2 separate regions of the Siniperca chuatsi genome follow, and region 2 is linked to region 1. A link is a contact called in public Hi-C data. All regions are on one chromosome and are shown on one strand. The core of a region is the stretch at or near the end of the contact, and the rest is flanking DNA. Distances in the headings are between cores, read along the strand shown.

Evidence for each region. Hi-C and Micro-C count contacts between places; a contact is called where the count stands out from the background.
Region 2: a Hi-C map of an unstated tissue shows a contact between it and region 1, with 5 times the contacts expected there. The contact joins the promoter of ushbp1 here to the enhancer-like site in region 1. A contact is called at or near these places in 2 of 3 Hi-C or Micro-C datasets (skeletal muscle and an unstated tissue).

Annotation. Positions count from the first base shown.
Region 1 is chrLG6:9,931,907-9,934,636 of ASM2008510v1, forward strand. It overlaps si:ch73-61d6.3 (occludin), which reads left to right. Exons shown (of 9, transcript XM_044199086.1): 8 at 472-513; 9 at 803-2,282. The coding sequence ends at 904. Among protein-coding and RNA genes, the nearest start is that of LOC122877485, 14 kb to the right of the region's middle. Within about 2 kb of position 1,470, the one cell type or tissue checked has an H3K27ac peak away from gene starts, as active enhancers do.
Region 2 is chrLG6:9,969,517-9,972,489 of ASM2008510v1, forward strand. It overlaps ushbp1, which reads right to left and starts at 1,274. Exons shown (of 14, transcript XM_044200166.1): 1 at 1,062-1,274; 2 at 1-149. The coding sequence starts at 1,067. It overlaps babam1 (BRISC and BRCA1-A complex member 1), which reads left to right and starts at 2,861. Exons shown (of 9, transcript XM_044198510.1): 1 at 2,861-2,923.

The sequences.
Region 1 (2,730 bases), core at 220-2,719:
ATCGATAAAGGAAATTGTGCTAATATGGTGCACAGAAGGAACAAAGGGAATCATTAAAATAAGAGTTTAACACCCATAACTTTGAGCATTTGCACAATTAGATTCTCAGTTGTTGAGTCACTGCATAGATTAGTTCAACCAGATCGCATATCCAACATATTTGACTTTGCTTCAAATAAAATGTTCCCTCTTTGACCACACAACTGAGTGCTTTAGGATATCGTTGGAATATCTCAGTCCTCAATCTCCTGCTACGTGCCACAATTCTTAATGCTGGCGAATAGATGCAAGTTTACATCGCAAAGACTCAGATAGACACACAAAGATTTGAAGATAATCTAAGAGAGACTCCATTGGTGATCATCAAGGTCCCATATGCACAAACAGGAAAAAACAACATTCCTTCAACCTTCAGTTTGTAAGTGACAGGCACGTGATCGTAACAAATGTTTTTTCCTCATGTTTCCACAGGCTGTAGCAGAGGAATATAATCAGTTGAAGGATCTGAAGCAGGTGAGGAGAAATCTCTGATGATACATTTTATAAACTAAACTCCATAACGACTTTATAAAAGATATATTGCAGTTATTTATGGAAGTATTACAGATGTAGTTTCTAACAACCAGCTAATTTATTTTTCGTAGTATTCTTTTGCACATAAAATTTCTGTAATTGCTTTCTGTTCTCTCTAACCTTTTTCCTAGTCTCTCATAGCTTTTATTACTTTTTTTTAAAAAGCAGAAGAACATTTTCACTGTTTTGTAGTATTAGATGACTCATCTGTGCTCTCTCTGCTCTGTAGACACCAGACTACCAGTCTAAGAAGAAACAGTGTCGCAGGCTGAGACACAAACTGTTCCACATCAAACGCATGGTGAAGAACTACGACAAGAACCACTCATGAATCCACTGAGTCCTGACACTCAGCTCTGTGGTCTACACAGCAAACACTCACAGACAGAGGCCAAGATACACTCCAAAATACTACAAAGACTCTGTGACGTGTGGACCAAAGTTACCTGTACAGAACCAACACACACTGGATACACACTCACACACACACATAGGGACCATACTGTATGTTAATAATAATGATCTTGTGTTTTCCTTCATTCACTCTGATCAGTTATGTATAAATAACTACTTTTTTTGTAAGAAAATGGAAGCAGGACCCTCAGCTGTAGCCACTTCCACACTGCCATTTTTTTCTGAAAGGTCCAGCTCATTGCTTGCAGTTGTCAGCCACTTGTGACGATCAGAGGGTGTGTTTGAAAGTCACCTCACCTTCAGTCACCTGTGGTAACACTGTGCTCAGTTTCTGTGGCTCTGTTTGCTCTCCAGATTGGCAACTTTTCTTTATTTATCTCCACAGATAAGAGGAGGAACAGTATTGTAGAGAATGTAGTAATGGGTGAGACGGGTTGCTGGGATTGTTTGCGAGCAAATACGCAGTTTCTTTTAACCCTTGGCATAGCGTTATCTTTGTCACAAATGAGCTTTAGTTTCTCATCTTCTGCATCAGTGTTTGTAACTAACTTCAACGTCAGTGCAGTTAACCGTTTTCTGCCGGGGGCCGTGTATGTTTTTCCTATGTGCTGGCTTTTTGTCAAAACTAAGATTTTGATACTGATTATCATAGATCCAGTGAGACCAAAAAGGGTAGATAAGTGTTGCATTGTTATACTGTATATACTTTTAATGAATCCTTATCATACTATGCACCAAGAACAAATTTACAGTTTGTATCTGTCTATTAGATTCACCAGATATCTTAGCATTTGTGATGATATTATCTGTTATTTGTACATACTAAAGACCCATAGTGGCTTGTTTTTTAATCTTTGGTCACTCAAAATGTGCTTAAGCTATGCCAGTTAGTAAAAACATCCAGACTATTTTTATATTTCTTATCATACACACTCCTCAACAAACTGGAAAACACTGTTTCTGTCATTGTCTATAAGCAAAAGTGAAAATGATCATCTGCTGATTCCATGTGTGTTAATATTTGTTGTATTAATCCACTTATTGTTCAAAGTGTTACGATCTAGTGTAAGTTATAAAATTGTTTAGACACACTTTTGATTTGTCATGCATTTTTATTTTTTATGAAGAACATGTTGTCGTTTTACAAACCATTTGCAAGCCATTTATTTTTATATGAATTTATTTTCGTTGATGCTATTATAAGACCATTTTTTGTAACTGTAAACTTCCATAAGGTATGATGTCTAAAAAGTATTGAATTCAGTAAGTAATAAACATTTCTAATTATCTAAAAATGTGTTAAGCCCATATCTTATATTTTTACTTCTTCCATGTTTTGCTGACCCTCCTGGTTTGGAGATATCTGCAGCCCTGTGCATCTGCAGCGAGCGTCCAGCAGGGAGAGCAGGAAGACTTTCTGTCAGGGAACACTGTTGATCCAATCACAGTTGGCTCAGCGTAAGCTGTTGCTGCCCTCTTTTGGTAAACTACTTTGAAAACCTTTTACTAGAGCTGTTTGCTGTGTCCCAATTCCATACCACACCCTCATTGTATACAGTATGTGCTTGTAATTCTCATTGTATACTCTATACTGCAGTTTACAAAAATAATAAACTTTTTTCATTTTATCCTTGCAGGAAATTATACAAAAATCAATCACAGTGTAATGTTGGATTAAATTAAACTTCACAAAGAGAAAGCAGAATAAAAGATGTAATATTTATATTTTGTTTCATATGTCCT
Region 2 (2,973 bases), core at 24-2,523, 37 kb after region 1:
CACTGAGCCAGTTCTGCTGGTGAAGGCTCGAGATTTGCTGTGGGGTCAGAATCCTCAGGGTCAAGGGTCATATGGTCGATCAGGGTCATCACCTCCCCATCACACCCTGACCCAGTATCCAGGCTGTCACATCTGACCAGGCTGGAATCCTGCAGAAACAGGAAGTTGTATTTGGATTGTAAGAAAATAACTTGGTGGGCCTTATTTGAGTCATTATTTTAATTTTTTTTTACTGGATATTAAAGCAAATTTCTTCTTTTTTCCCTTCAGTTCTATTCATGTGTATAATTATAACACACATAACATGTATGTTCTTGCTGCCTGTGAATAATCATCCTCCAGTGAAGAGTGGCTCATAATTAACTTAGCAAAATAATCCCTCAGTATGCATCCACATTAAAAATCTGTTATGTTCTTGAACCAGACATTGTTGCCGCACTATTTAGCGGCTATTGTTTTAAGCAGCGGAAAAGGAGGAAACTCAAACATCCTGAGATCCAACTTCCTGCCTAGCAAATATTTGTGGACCAAACCATCTTTTGTTGTGCTCAAAGAATGTTGGCTAAAGGCCTAAAACATTAAATTAGAACAAAGTGTTTCTCTTTTCTTTACATATGATGCCTGCCAATATGTCAAAATGATACAATTTGCAATGCTTATCTTTGAATCACATGAATTTTAACATATATTGTGCAGGCAATAGTTGGTGACATACTTTAAATTCCTTATCCAGCCGGTAATACATCCACTTTACCCACCTATTACTATTCAGTCACAGAAAGGCTAGCAAGCATGCACTGGGCAATAAGGTCATAAGGTCACCAGACAAACACTCACATTTACAATTTCTGGCAATTTAGAGTCTCAAATTCACCTGAGTATTTGAATGTGGGAAGGACACCACTCATGTGATGCATATATATAATGCATTGATACCACTCAGTCAGCAATATTACTCATTAAACATTCTGCGCCGAATTCACAATAGTCAGATCAGGTTTCATGTCAATGCAAGATGCTGTAATTTTGTATAATCATTCAGTTTGTACCTCCATACTTACCTCCATACTTCTTGATCCTGATGTGTGCAGCAGTGATTTAGTTCCTGTTGTGGTCGTTCACTGCCTACAATTAAACATTTGACAAAATGAGACCATGTTTTCTTCAGTCCTGCTGTTTTGTGTCAGCATATTTTCCAATAGTTAGTCAGCCACTACTGCAGTCTGCTCTCTGCATGTCTGCCAAACAGTGTTTAGTGTGATGAATGAAGTAAGTGGAAAACACTCAGAAAGTCATCCCCACCCATTCCCCGTCACCTTGTGTCCTTTCCTGTTTTGTCCACAGTTAGTTTCCATGCCTAGTACAAGTACTAATGTACTAAAAATACTGAAATTACAAGTAAAAGTCCTGCATTGAACATTTTACTTAAGCAGAAGTATGTACGTATAATCAGGAAAATATACTTAAAGTATTAAAAGTAAAAGTACTCAATGCAGAAAAATGGCGACCAGATATCACCATATCACCAGATTATTATTACTCATGTTGTAGTTGGTTGAGTTGGAGTTATTTTTTAACTATTTTGTAAAGGCATGCAACTAATGATTATTTTCATTATGGATTAATCTGCTGATTATTTTCTCAATTAATCTATTGATTGATTGTTTGGTTTGTAAAAATTCAGAGTAGCAGTAAATCCTCACAATTAAGAAGCTGGAACCATGAAATGACGTAAACAATTATCAGTTGCTAATAAATTTTCTGATGAATTGACAAATTGATTAAGCAACTAATCGTTTCAGCTGTGCTTGTTAAACTGTTGGGTAGTTTAATTTATAACAAAACATCATATTTTTTTATTTTAAGCTCTTCAAATGTTTTTATACAAAAATCTTGATTTGTAAAGTAACTAGTAACTATAGTAACTATGTAAGTTCAGTACTTGTAAATGTTCTTAGTTACATTCTGTAGCTACTCAGCAAAACACTGATAGAAGTATTTACTATGATGTTAGAAAAATACATAAAGTTACAATGAATTTGGACCATGACACTGACTTAATAGATGTGTTAAAGTGTTATGGTTTTCTATGTCTCTGTTTACGGCAAAGAGTATTAGTATTAATTTACCTCAACTAAAAGTATTAAGCCATGGAGCTGGCTGCTCCAGACTAAATGCTAAACTAAGTGCTAAATTTCCTTTTAATGCAGGAATGTGTTTTTAATAACTACATTTATTTGATACCTTAAGTTACTATTTACTTTGCAGATTCAGATTAATAATACGAAATATAATCAACAAATAAATGATGATGCATTATTATGGATAAAGATAAGACTTTATTGATACTTTGGTGAAATTCACAAGCTACCTGGCAGTATATATAGTAAAACATTTGCCCCACCTTTACCAGCTGCAACATTAAAGTAATGAACACATTAATGCATCAATAATTATAATCCAATATATAACATGCATTATTCTTTAATGGGACATTCTGCATAATGAGTACTTTTACTTTTAGTACTTTAAGTATATTTTGATGCTGATACTTAAGTAAAATTTTGAATGCAGAACTTGGAACAGAGTATGTCTGCACTGTGGTATTGCTACTTTTACTTTGGTAAAAGATCTTGGTACTTCTTCCAGCACTGACAGAAAGCAATACATATTTACTGCCTGAAGATGTGTAAATGAATCACTTCTATAGGACTGATTCACAAAATGGCTTATCAGTCATGGGGTGCTTTAGTTTTTATATTTACTCATTTTGGTACTGCAACGACTGCTGCTTTTAAAACTATAATTACCATGACAATCTCCACAGGGAGAAGCGGAAGAGGCAGAAAAATGTAACCTTCTCATTAAACTCCACTACCCATAATGCTATGACACTTCGCAGTTCCGGATTTGATCATTTCCGGTAAGGAAGCTGTCCGACCAAAACAAATGTTAGCTCGTCGTTGCAGCTTT